Regions from separate parts of the Gossypium arboreum genome. Here region 1 is linked to region 2. Evidence: chromatin contacts called from public Hi-C data. All regions are on one chromosome and are shown on one strand. Each heading gives the region's core, a stretch centred on a gene start, on an enhancer-like site or on the middle of the called end of the contact. The rest is flanking DNA. Distances are from core to core; before and after follow the strand shown. Region 1 has its middle 16 kb from the start of LOC108463850. Region 2 holds the start of LOC108462900 (22.0 kDa class IV heat shock protein-like).

Region 1 (4,844 bases), core at 2,203-4,702, 99 kb after region 2:
CTCATCCCGGTTATACTCATTAGTTTTTTTAAGAAAGTTAAGATACTGACGGCTCTAGAATAAGCTTTGTCAGCTTAGATCCTTAGGCGACGGAGCAGAGTTGTGTACTCTTCTACAGTGGGCACCAAGTCTGCCTTTTCAAAAGTAAAATAGCTATAAGCGGGATTCCAATATTGGGCCAGATCTTAGAATAAGTGCTTATCTACTTTTACATCAAGAAAATAAGGCAAATCACCATAGTTATAGTAAAATAACTACTTGGTTTTGTCATCCCATTGGTTCCATACTTCTTTCAACTCTTAGAGATTATTCTGACTCATACTGATATGAGTGAAATCTCATAATTCTGACATGTATCACTCCATCAGGCTGTCACCCTTTTCTTGTTGTGTCTTCTCAGACCATGTCCGGACGGCCGCATTGTCTTTCACTTTATCAAGAAATCCCTTTTCCATGACAAGCTCTCTATTTAGCACTGAACGTGAATCAACACCCTTTTCTATGATGAAAATGCAATGCAATCACAGCCAAAACAAAATGAAACAAATCAATACATTTCATACAAATCTAGAATTCAAAGCAATAAATAATAAATAGAACACCTAATCGGGTGACCACTAGTGGTTCGATATGGTTCTAGGCTCCTAGGGCTCATTATATATGGTTCGGTTCTAAAGTAAGGGTGCATGAACCAATAGATTCTAATCCTCAACCATTATAGGCTCATACGGGCTGAGTTCGGTTCAGGGGAATACATTTCCCTATAGTTATATGAAGATAAAAGCCTCACAAAGACATAGGTACGGATGTATCTCGAATACGATCCACTATCCTTTGCGGAGGTGAAAACCTCACGAAGGAATAGCTTTCACTCTCACTTAAGAAGGGAAAAATTGAACGATTATGCAATGCGATATGCGGAAATATACCAAGAGACTCGAACCAATAAAGCAAACATATCATTATGTAACAAAATAATAAAGACTTGATTTAGCACAAAAATGAAAGGGATCGTAACTTTAAATCAAATTATCGATTTTCAACAAAAAGACCAAAAGTAATCAACTCACGACTTGACTGTCTTATTTTGTCCCCAGTGGAGTCACCAAGCTATCGAAACCTTTTTTTTGAAATCAACAATTTATTTTAAAATGAAAATGGGAGTCACCACCAATCCTTTTTATTTAGGTGTGATTGGATCACCTCAAAGCTTATTTTAACAAAATGTTATACTTATTAAAATGATACTTTTTGGTCTACAAAATTAAGGAAATAGGTTTGGGAGTCAATTACGTACGAGAAAGGATTAGCACCCTTGTAACGTCTAAAAACGGTACCTAGTTGATTAATTGATGTCTTAGTGTCGAGAATTGAAAATTTAAAAAGAGTTTAAAACACGATCCCTTTGGGTATTAAGGCATTACCTAACTAAAGTAATTTCTGCAAAAGGGGCTTATTTCAGGTTAATCGAGAAGAAAGGATCATGTCCCATAAGTTAAGACACAATGCCTTAAATCCTTGAAAACGAGAATAAACGCCAATTGATCCGTTACTTAAATATCATTTTTTTATTTATTTTAAAGTAGATATTCGACTATCTTGGTTTTAGAAAAAAGTCATATTCTATAAGTTAGGAACACGACTTTTCTAATTCCAAAATAATGAACATTACCTTGATTTAAAAAAATATTCCTTTTTTATGCATCGTACAAACACGAACGTAAGATTTAAAGTAATGTGTATTTAGCTTATTCGGGCATAGTATAAAAACAGGTAAATGTATTTGAACACGATTCGTGGCATGGTTGAAAAAATAATAAAATCAAATGGAAGTATAAAAAATAGAATGACAATATACGGGAAATAAAAATGTCGTGCTAGTAAATGACAATGCAACATCAATTTGTAGTAATAATGGCCTAATAATAATACGCATAATAAAATATAAAAGTGTAATAATAATAATAAATCATAATACTAATATGCATAATAAAATATAATAATAATGATAATGATAATAAAATATCAAAGTACATAAAAGGAAAAATAAATAATATAAATTCTAAACATTTAAAAAGGTAAAAAAATAAAAGGTAGAAAAATAATAAATAATAAATAAAAGTTCACCAAGGACTAAAATTATATAGGCTAGGACTGAATTAAAATTTTAGTGAAATTAAAGGTACAAATTGTAAAATAAATAAATTAATCAATAAAGGACCAAAATAAAATGCATGAAAATAACCAGGGACCAAACGGGCAATTATCCCAAACCCTTGGGACACGCGTCATTCTCTTGAGGGTCAACAATCTGAAGACTAAATTGAAACAAGCAAAAAATTAAATGGTATAATTTCTAAAAAGAAATATAGTGGAATTATAATTAAAATAACTCAAAAGGCGGAAGGACTAAAATCGCAAATATCCCCCTTAAGAAACACGTGGATCTTAGGGCAGTTCAGGTCGTGCAATTGGGTCGATTGAAAGGACATCGTTTAGGGCATCCGAGTCTTAAAATGGTCCATGGGCCAAAATGAAAATAAAAAGAAATCAAATGGAAAAATAGAAAAAATAAAAAAATGAAATAGGACTAAATTAAAACAAGCCGCAAAAGCGAAAGGACCAAAGGCGCAAATAGACCATTTTTAAGAAACACGCGGATCTTAAGGCGGGTCGAATCTATTTTGGAGTTGACTTCAAAACGACGCGATTTTGGGGCTTCTGAAGTCAAGCCAAAATAACGTCGTATCAACGTCTTATAAAAGTAAAGAATCAGAAAAAAATTTCATTTCCAACAGCATTTTTTTTTTAAATCTCCTTTTTCTCTGTTTTCTATCTAGGCACAGCCCAGAATCTGACTATCGAGTCGCCGTGAGTCCGTCGTGGCCACCGATCATCGGCAACGGCGTCCGTCGCCTTCGATGGCCGGAGAGAAAAGAAAAAGCCTTTTTCAGCCTTCTCTCGACCCAATCTGAGGGCTAAACCTTCGGTTCACACACAAAAAAAAAAAAAAAGAAATCTTTAACCCCCTGCCTTGCTAATTTTGACGCTGAAAAAGGGTTCCGACAACGGGTATATGAAAGGACTCAGGTGAAGAACTATTTTTACTTCTATTTATTATTTTTTTTTTTGAAATAAAACAGAACAAGAAAGAAAAAAGTCACTTTTGTTCTTCTTTTTAACACTTTTTTTTTGTATATTTTCGTCCGTAAAAAATATTACAATCTGGTTATGGCTTTTATAACCATATGTTACACTATTCATTTTTACTGTTCGTTCTACTGTTTCTTTTGTATGTTTGTTCTTTTTTTGAAGGTCGTGGTTGACGGTGACGGTGGCAGAGGCAGTTGACAGTGGCAAACCTCGGGGCGCGAGCATGTTGACATGGCAAGGAGCGGCGCAAAAGAGGACTTAAGGTTTTAAGGTTTCTGAAAATAGTTTAGGTTATGGGCTTGTTGGGCTTTGGGTTATGGGCTTGTTGGGCTTTGGGTTATTGGGTTTGTTGTTTAGGTAGTGAATTTTAAATTTGGGCTAGCATTGTAATTGAACTTTGAACTTAATGGATTTTATTGTTTTTAATTTTATTTTTTATTTAATTTTGGGCCCAAATAAAATTGGGCTTCGACAGAGAGGAAAGGAGAAGATTTTATAATGAAATAGAAAGAGGGTATAATGTGGATCCTATTGAGTAAAGACCCCATCATTTAGGTCCTAATGGTAAGGTGGCAGTGAATCAAATTAAAGGGTGTTCGAGTTGATCTAATGTGTCCAATAGGTAGGTTTGTTTTGAGGAGTTTGTATTGGGAAGTGATAGAAGAATTGGTGTTGGTTTTAGCAAAGGATATGTTAGAGATTTGGAGGTTGCTTTGAGATGTCTTTCAAATTATTTTCATACAGGTATAACATATTTAAGTAGGTAGTATTATATATTAATATTGAAAAGATTCGGGCTAAGGTTGTGATTATGTCTTACCTTTGAAGGATAATAATTCAATAAGTGAATTTAAAAACTACTTGACATGTGAAGCTAAGGGGAACCTCATGAATTTGACATGGAACCCAGCACCAATGTGAGGATATCTATTATCCTTGGAAACAAATTAGAATAATGACCTACTCATTATAAAGAGTTAAGAACCAATATTATCACAAGATTAACACTTGAAATTAAAGCTACCCGATTGAAAGAAAACAAGCCAATAAATTGAATTGGGCAGCCATAAGATTAATTAAAATAAGCAAACCAAGAAATGAAATCCAAATTTAAAAGACAACTTCAAAGAGTTTAATAAACAAGTCCAAGAGCCCATCTTCTTTGCATTTCTCTACAAGATTGAAGACGCCACTCGCTTCGCTTGAATCAATCAGCCTTCTCTTCGAGAACCCTCCATTACCATTACTCCCCTATCTACTTTTACACTCAAACTTGGATTCATCCACAAGTTGTTTTATTTATTCTTGTTTTTATTCTGTGTTTATTTTTAAAACTTCTCAATTGCATCCATTTGCTCCGTTGATTTTTACTTGTTTTAAACTACTTTCAAGAGACTTCTGATTAGTTTTAAATTAGAATTATGTAAAGCTAAACCTTTTTTTCCCGATTTGTTTTTCTTTCTAGCTTATAACAAATTTTCCTATTCCAAAAACAATTTTATTTCACTCTAGATTTATATTCCATATTGACGTTCCCCGAGAAACTTGTTTTTTTCTTGTTTTTTAAATGGAAACCATTTAACGCAAAGCTAGAATAAAATGGAAACCATTTTACCCATAGCTAGAAAAAATAGTTCAAATTTAATTCATTTGATGATAAAGTTAACATTGTATCGCAAATAAATCATGTT
Region 2 (4,952 bases), core at 9-2,508:
ACCCTCACAGACCCTTACAAATCCCCCTGGGGGATTAAAGTTGCTGCGGATGACATTTTATCTATTATTTCTTATTGTTCCTTTGTCCATTTTAGTTACTTGTTTGGGAAATGTAATTGATTGTGTGACAGATTAGATTGCAAGAAGCATAACTAGAGATAACCTACTTGGAGTGTTATAATCCCTGTAGGCATTGGAAAATTTGCTGTTATTTTCTTTTGAAAATATTTTTTTAATTAAAAATCTTATTGTAAAGAGAGGATCCAAAAGCAGTAAAGGAAACACGAAAAAGTGAGTTTGTCAGGTGAACATGTGAAAAAAAAAATATGGGAGGCAACAAACAAATCTTTAGATATCTCATCGTCAATTACAAAGTGAGAAGAAATGACGACTTAGGGTAGTAACTATTCACAATGTCTGTCAATGTTTCATGCTGCTGTCTCGACATGACATTTTACTACTAAGCCAAAAACATGTTAATCTTTTCATGGAACTGTATTGTTTTTTTTGTTTCTTACAACTATGTTTATTTGGTTGAACTTAAGTTGGAACTATCAAGCAAAAAAGATGTATTATTTACATTAAATTGAACTTTAAAATGAAACTCATTCTTAAATTTTTGAACTTTACAGTTTACACAAATATGAAACCGCTGAATAATTCTTGGGAAAGCCATTATTGATGTGGTGCAACCAGGCTTTGGCTAAAGCATTGCAAAGGACACCATGGTCCATGACTGATTTATGTGTTCCTTGCAGTCTTTCCAACATGTCGTCGAAACTCTTAACAACAAAGCACTGTTTATCAAAATGTTCTAATATCCATATATGATCATTTATAGAAATAATAAAGACGTCAAGCAAAAGCCAGTATTGCAGGTTTTAGTAAGTAGTTCTTAGGCTTGTGCTCACCTTGCCTTCAAATGAATAGCAGGCAATTAGTCCCGGAAAGCCTAAGGCCTTCAATGTTGATCCAAACTAGTTTTATTGCTAAGCCCACGGAAAGCTTGCCTTATGATAATCCAAACTTGGGACCTATCTTCCCTCCAATCCAAAAGGAAGGGCTAAATCTTTTTGCTAAAACCATATAATATAAAAATACAAACAAAAGAAATATTAAATCCGATTGGACTAGGGCCGTGGAGGAAACTTGGAATAGATCCAATAGACAAAAGTAATTAGAGTACATGAAAGACTCTAGAACCTGGACGATGCATCCACCTCCTGCTCGGCCTATCGGCTGCTCTCTTTTCGATTTGCACTGTGCTGCTGAGTTTGGTTATCGCTAGAATCTTCCCAATTTCTCTACAAATTAATCACATCATCAGAAATTTCGAGAATTTCACTACTTTTATCCACATATAAATATCCCCTCAAATCTTCTTACGATGGCAATAGAATTTAACATTGAAGTAGCATTCCCTTTAAGTCGCTAGCTCCAGACTTCCAATTCAAGAAAGTTCACTCTCACTCAGCGTATATACACAATGAGGCTCTTGCTGTTGCTCGTGGCGTGTTGTGTTGGCCTATGCAATGGATCGAGTTTGCTGCCATTCATGGATCCAGGCAGTGGCAGTCTGTTATTGCCTGATCCGTTCCGAGTGTTAGAGCAAATCCCACTTACCCTGGAGAGGGACGAGAGCTTGGCACTGTCGCCAGCCAGGGTGGACTGGAAGGAAACAGCGGAGGGGCATACGATAATGTTGGATGTGCCAGGGTTGAAGAAGGAAGAGCTGAAGATCGAAGTGGAAGAGAACCGTGTGCTGAGGGTGAGCGGGGAAAGGAAGAGAGAGGAAGAGAAGAAGGGCGACCATTGGCACAGGGTGGAACGCTCCTATGGCAAGTTTTGGAGACAATTTAGGCTGCCTGAGAACGTGGACTTGGACACTGTGAAGGCTAAGCTTGAAGATGGGGTGCTTACTTTGTCATTGACCAAGTTGTCTCCCGATAAGATTAAGGGTCCGAGGGTTGTCGACATTGCTGGAGGAGAGGCTAATGAAGCACCCAAGCTCCAGGGTAACGATGCCAAGCAGGAGCTTTAGATCCATCCTTGAATTGTTTTTCATGGCTTTCAAAGCTTTTTCCAGCCTGTTTATGTATTTGAATATATATGAGAAAATAATTACTAGAATTGAATAAAAATGTTATCAAAATTATAATGTAACGTAACGCGAGGTAAGATATTGATGTATCTAAAATTTGATTTTCACGATGGTATTATGTTTTCCTAACTAATCATCTTTGTCTGCCTCTCTCTCTGATCGTTTGTTTTGTTAAGTGTGTTTAAAGATATTTCAACCTCGATATGCTACACAGAGTCAGAATAATTTATATATTGTATATAATATAATATTAACTGTGTTTGGATAAGAAGTTTAGAAAATAAATTTTATTTATATTTAAATTTTAAAATTGTAAAAATGTATTTATTTATTTAGATAAATATAATGGAGAATTTTAAAATTTGTGAGGAATTAAAGAGATTTGAGTAGCTTATTTTTTTCAAATTTTATTCAAAATGTTTTTTGTAATTTCTCATAATTTTAATTTATTTAAAGCATACGATTTCATTATAAAAAAGAATGTAAATTTCAAAATTAATTTTATTTATTATAATATATATTTTTATTTTATTTTATTAAATATAATTATATTTTTTACAAATTTAATAAATCTATATTATGCTATTTTTTTTAATATTATTTTTAAATTTATAAAATTTCAATAATTTACATTCTTATAGAATTATTTATCCAAACAAAACAATTACAATTCAAAATGTAACGCCCCAATTTTCGGGAATTCTGTGAATGTTGACAAAATTTCATGCTTTGATTTTGTCATTTGTGAGTGAAATTATGAAATAGGACCTATGTGAAAATGTTTGAAAATGCTATAGGCTAAATTGAAGTGGCCAAATAAATAGGAGTGCAAAATAGGAGGATTTGCATGATAAACCTCTCATTTTACATGAAGTGGCCAACCATCATGTTGTAGACAAAATGTACACTTGATATCCATAATTTATGGTACAAATTGATACAAATTGATAATAGGTTAGGTAAATGTTCCATGATAATTGGTTAGGTAAATGTTTCATGATAATAGGTTAGGTAAATGTTCCATGATAATGGGTTAGGTAAATGTTTCATGATAATGGGTTAGGTAAATGTTTCATGATAAGAATTTCATGTCTTTTGTATTAAAGAATTAAATGGATGAAATATGAAGTTTTATTAAAAGAAAAGGGTGAAAAGAACAAAGTTTTGTCCATCTTTGTTCATCATAGCTGAAAGTTAGAGAAGAGAAAGGAGAGGAGAAAGCTCTTGAGTATTCGGTCATTAGGAGGAGGAAAATTGAAGGTAAGTTCTTGGTACCTTGCTTCTATTTTGAGGTTCATGAGTTCTTCTTGATTCTACCTTAACTCTTGAAGTATATTTTGATTTTTAGTTGTGTTGTGAGCATTTAGTCATGAATTAAAATGAAGGAAATGGTTGTTGTTTCATGTTCTTTTGATGAAAAATGGAAGATAGGTGAAGTTGAGCCAAACAAATGAACATGCATGTGCCTTAGATGCTAAAGGAAAAATCGGCTAACATGTTGTGCTTTAAAATGATGAAATCGAGATTATACTTAAGTAAAATCATAGATATGTGATGATTGATTGGTGATATACATGTTTAAATAACATGCATGCAAGTTAGGTGTGAAAGAGTGATTTGGTAATAAATCTGCTTGGGACAGCAGCAGTAACGTGACTTTGGAAAATCACCATAAATTGTGGGAGATGAATTAGAAGCTGAATAAATTATGTAATTAAAGCTTATTGAGTCTAGTTTCTAATGAAATAAACAAGAACATATTTTGAATTCTGTACAATGAGAAATTTGATTCGTAATGAAGAGTGGTCAGATTAGTCAAACAGTGAAACATGGGAAACTTTGAGAAAAATCTGGTATTGATTGGATAAACCAAAAATTCTGAAAATTTTATGGATAGAAGATATATGAGTCTATTTTCAGGGAAAATTAACGGAACTTGATTTGGAGTTTCGTAGCTCCAGTTATAAATGATTTAGTGACTGTTGCTCAGGAAGACAGCTTGCAGTGAAATTATGATTATATGGTAAACATTGACAAAAATTTGTTAATGGGTTGCTTATTGATTTCTTATAAGCTTACTATGATCTGTAGGTGTGGTTGGCGAATATTGTAAGGGATTAATCGTAGTTCGTATTTGAATAGTTAGATTAACGTGTTAGTAATCCAATTGTAGGCGGTTCGTGTGTGGATCTCACAAGATATCGTCGCAAATGTGTGTAACTAACACCCTCTTTCTTAGTCTAGATCGGCAAAAGCCGAAAAGCCGAAATGCCGAAAACCGGTATTTTGTAGATTTGCGAGTGTGCGAATGCTCGTGAGGTAAATCGATTAATGTTTTTGGTAAGCTGCAATGTTTGGACTGCAAAGTGCATGATTTCTATGCCCTCGATATTTTTGGGCTTAATGGGCCAAAATTGGAATGATGGGCCAACGGGCCCAATTCGGTAAGAACCCTCGGTACGTGATTCTGTTAGTACGTGAAAAGTAGGAATATGCATGAAAAACCCTAAAATAGATAAATTACTGAAATACCTTTAAAAGTGGAAAATTTACAGTTTTACCCCTAGTAGATAAATTACCGAAATACCCCTAGGGTTAAATTGACCTAAATGCATGTTTGACTGTTGTTATTTACTGCATGCCATGTTGTTATTATCTGATGCATGGGACTGGGATATTGACGGAGGAAGTACTGAAAGTGGCTTGTCCACGTACTGGAGGCTTTGCCTCAATTTACTGTTAACTGAGCAGCAAGGCTGCAACTGTGGAGTGTTGGGCTGGGTGGGTTGAGCTATTCCCCACATGGAGTGTATGGCTGGTACGGGTGGAGTGTAGTGGTTGGTGGGTTGAG

What was found. A called contact is a pair of places that touch in the nucleus more often than the background predicts.
Region 1: a contact with region 2 is called in a Hi-C map of leaf, with 5 times the contacts expected there. The contact joins the enhancer-like site here to the promoter of LOC108462900 in region 2. A contact is called at or near these places in 4 of 5 Hi-C or Micro-C datasets (all in leaf).

The regions. Positions count from the first base shown.
Region 1 is chr13:102,066,284-102,071,127 of ASM2569848v2, forward strand. No RefSeq gene overlaps it. Among protein-coding and RNA genes, the nearest start is that of LOC108463850, 16 kb to the right of the region's middle. Within about 2 kb of position 3,453, at least 2 of the 2 cell types and tissues checked have an H3K27ac peak or open chromatin away from gene starts, as enhancers often do. A contact at or near this core is called in leaf, where this site is marked.
Region 2 is chr13:101,969,679-101,974,630 of ASM2569848v2, forward strand. It overlaps LOC108462900 (22.0 kDa class IV heat shock protein-like), which reads left to right and starts at 1,259. Exons shown (of 1, transcript XM_017762812.2): 1 at 1,259-2,141. The coding sequence starts at 1,487. The coding sequence ends at 2,041.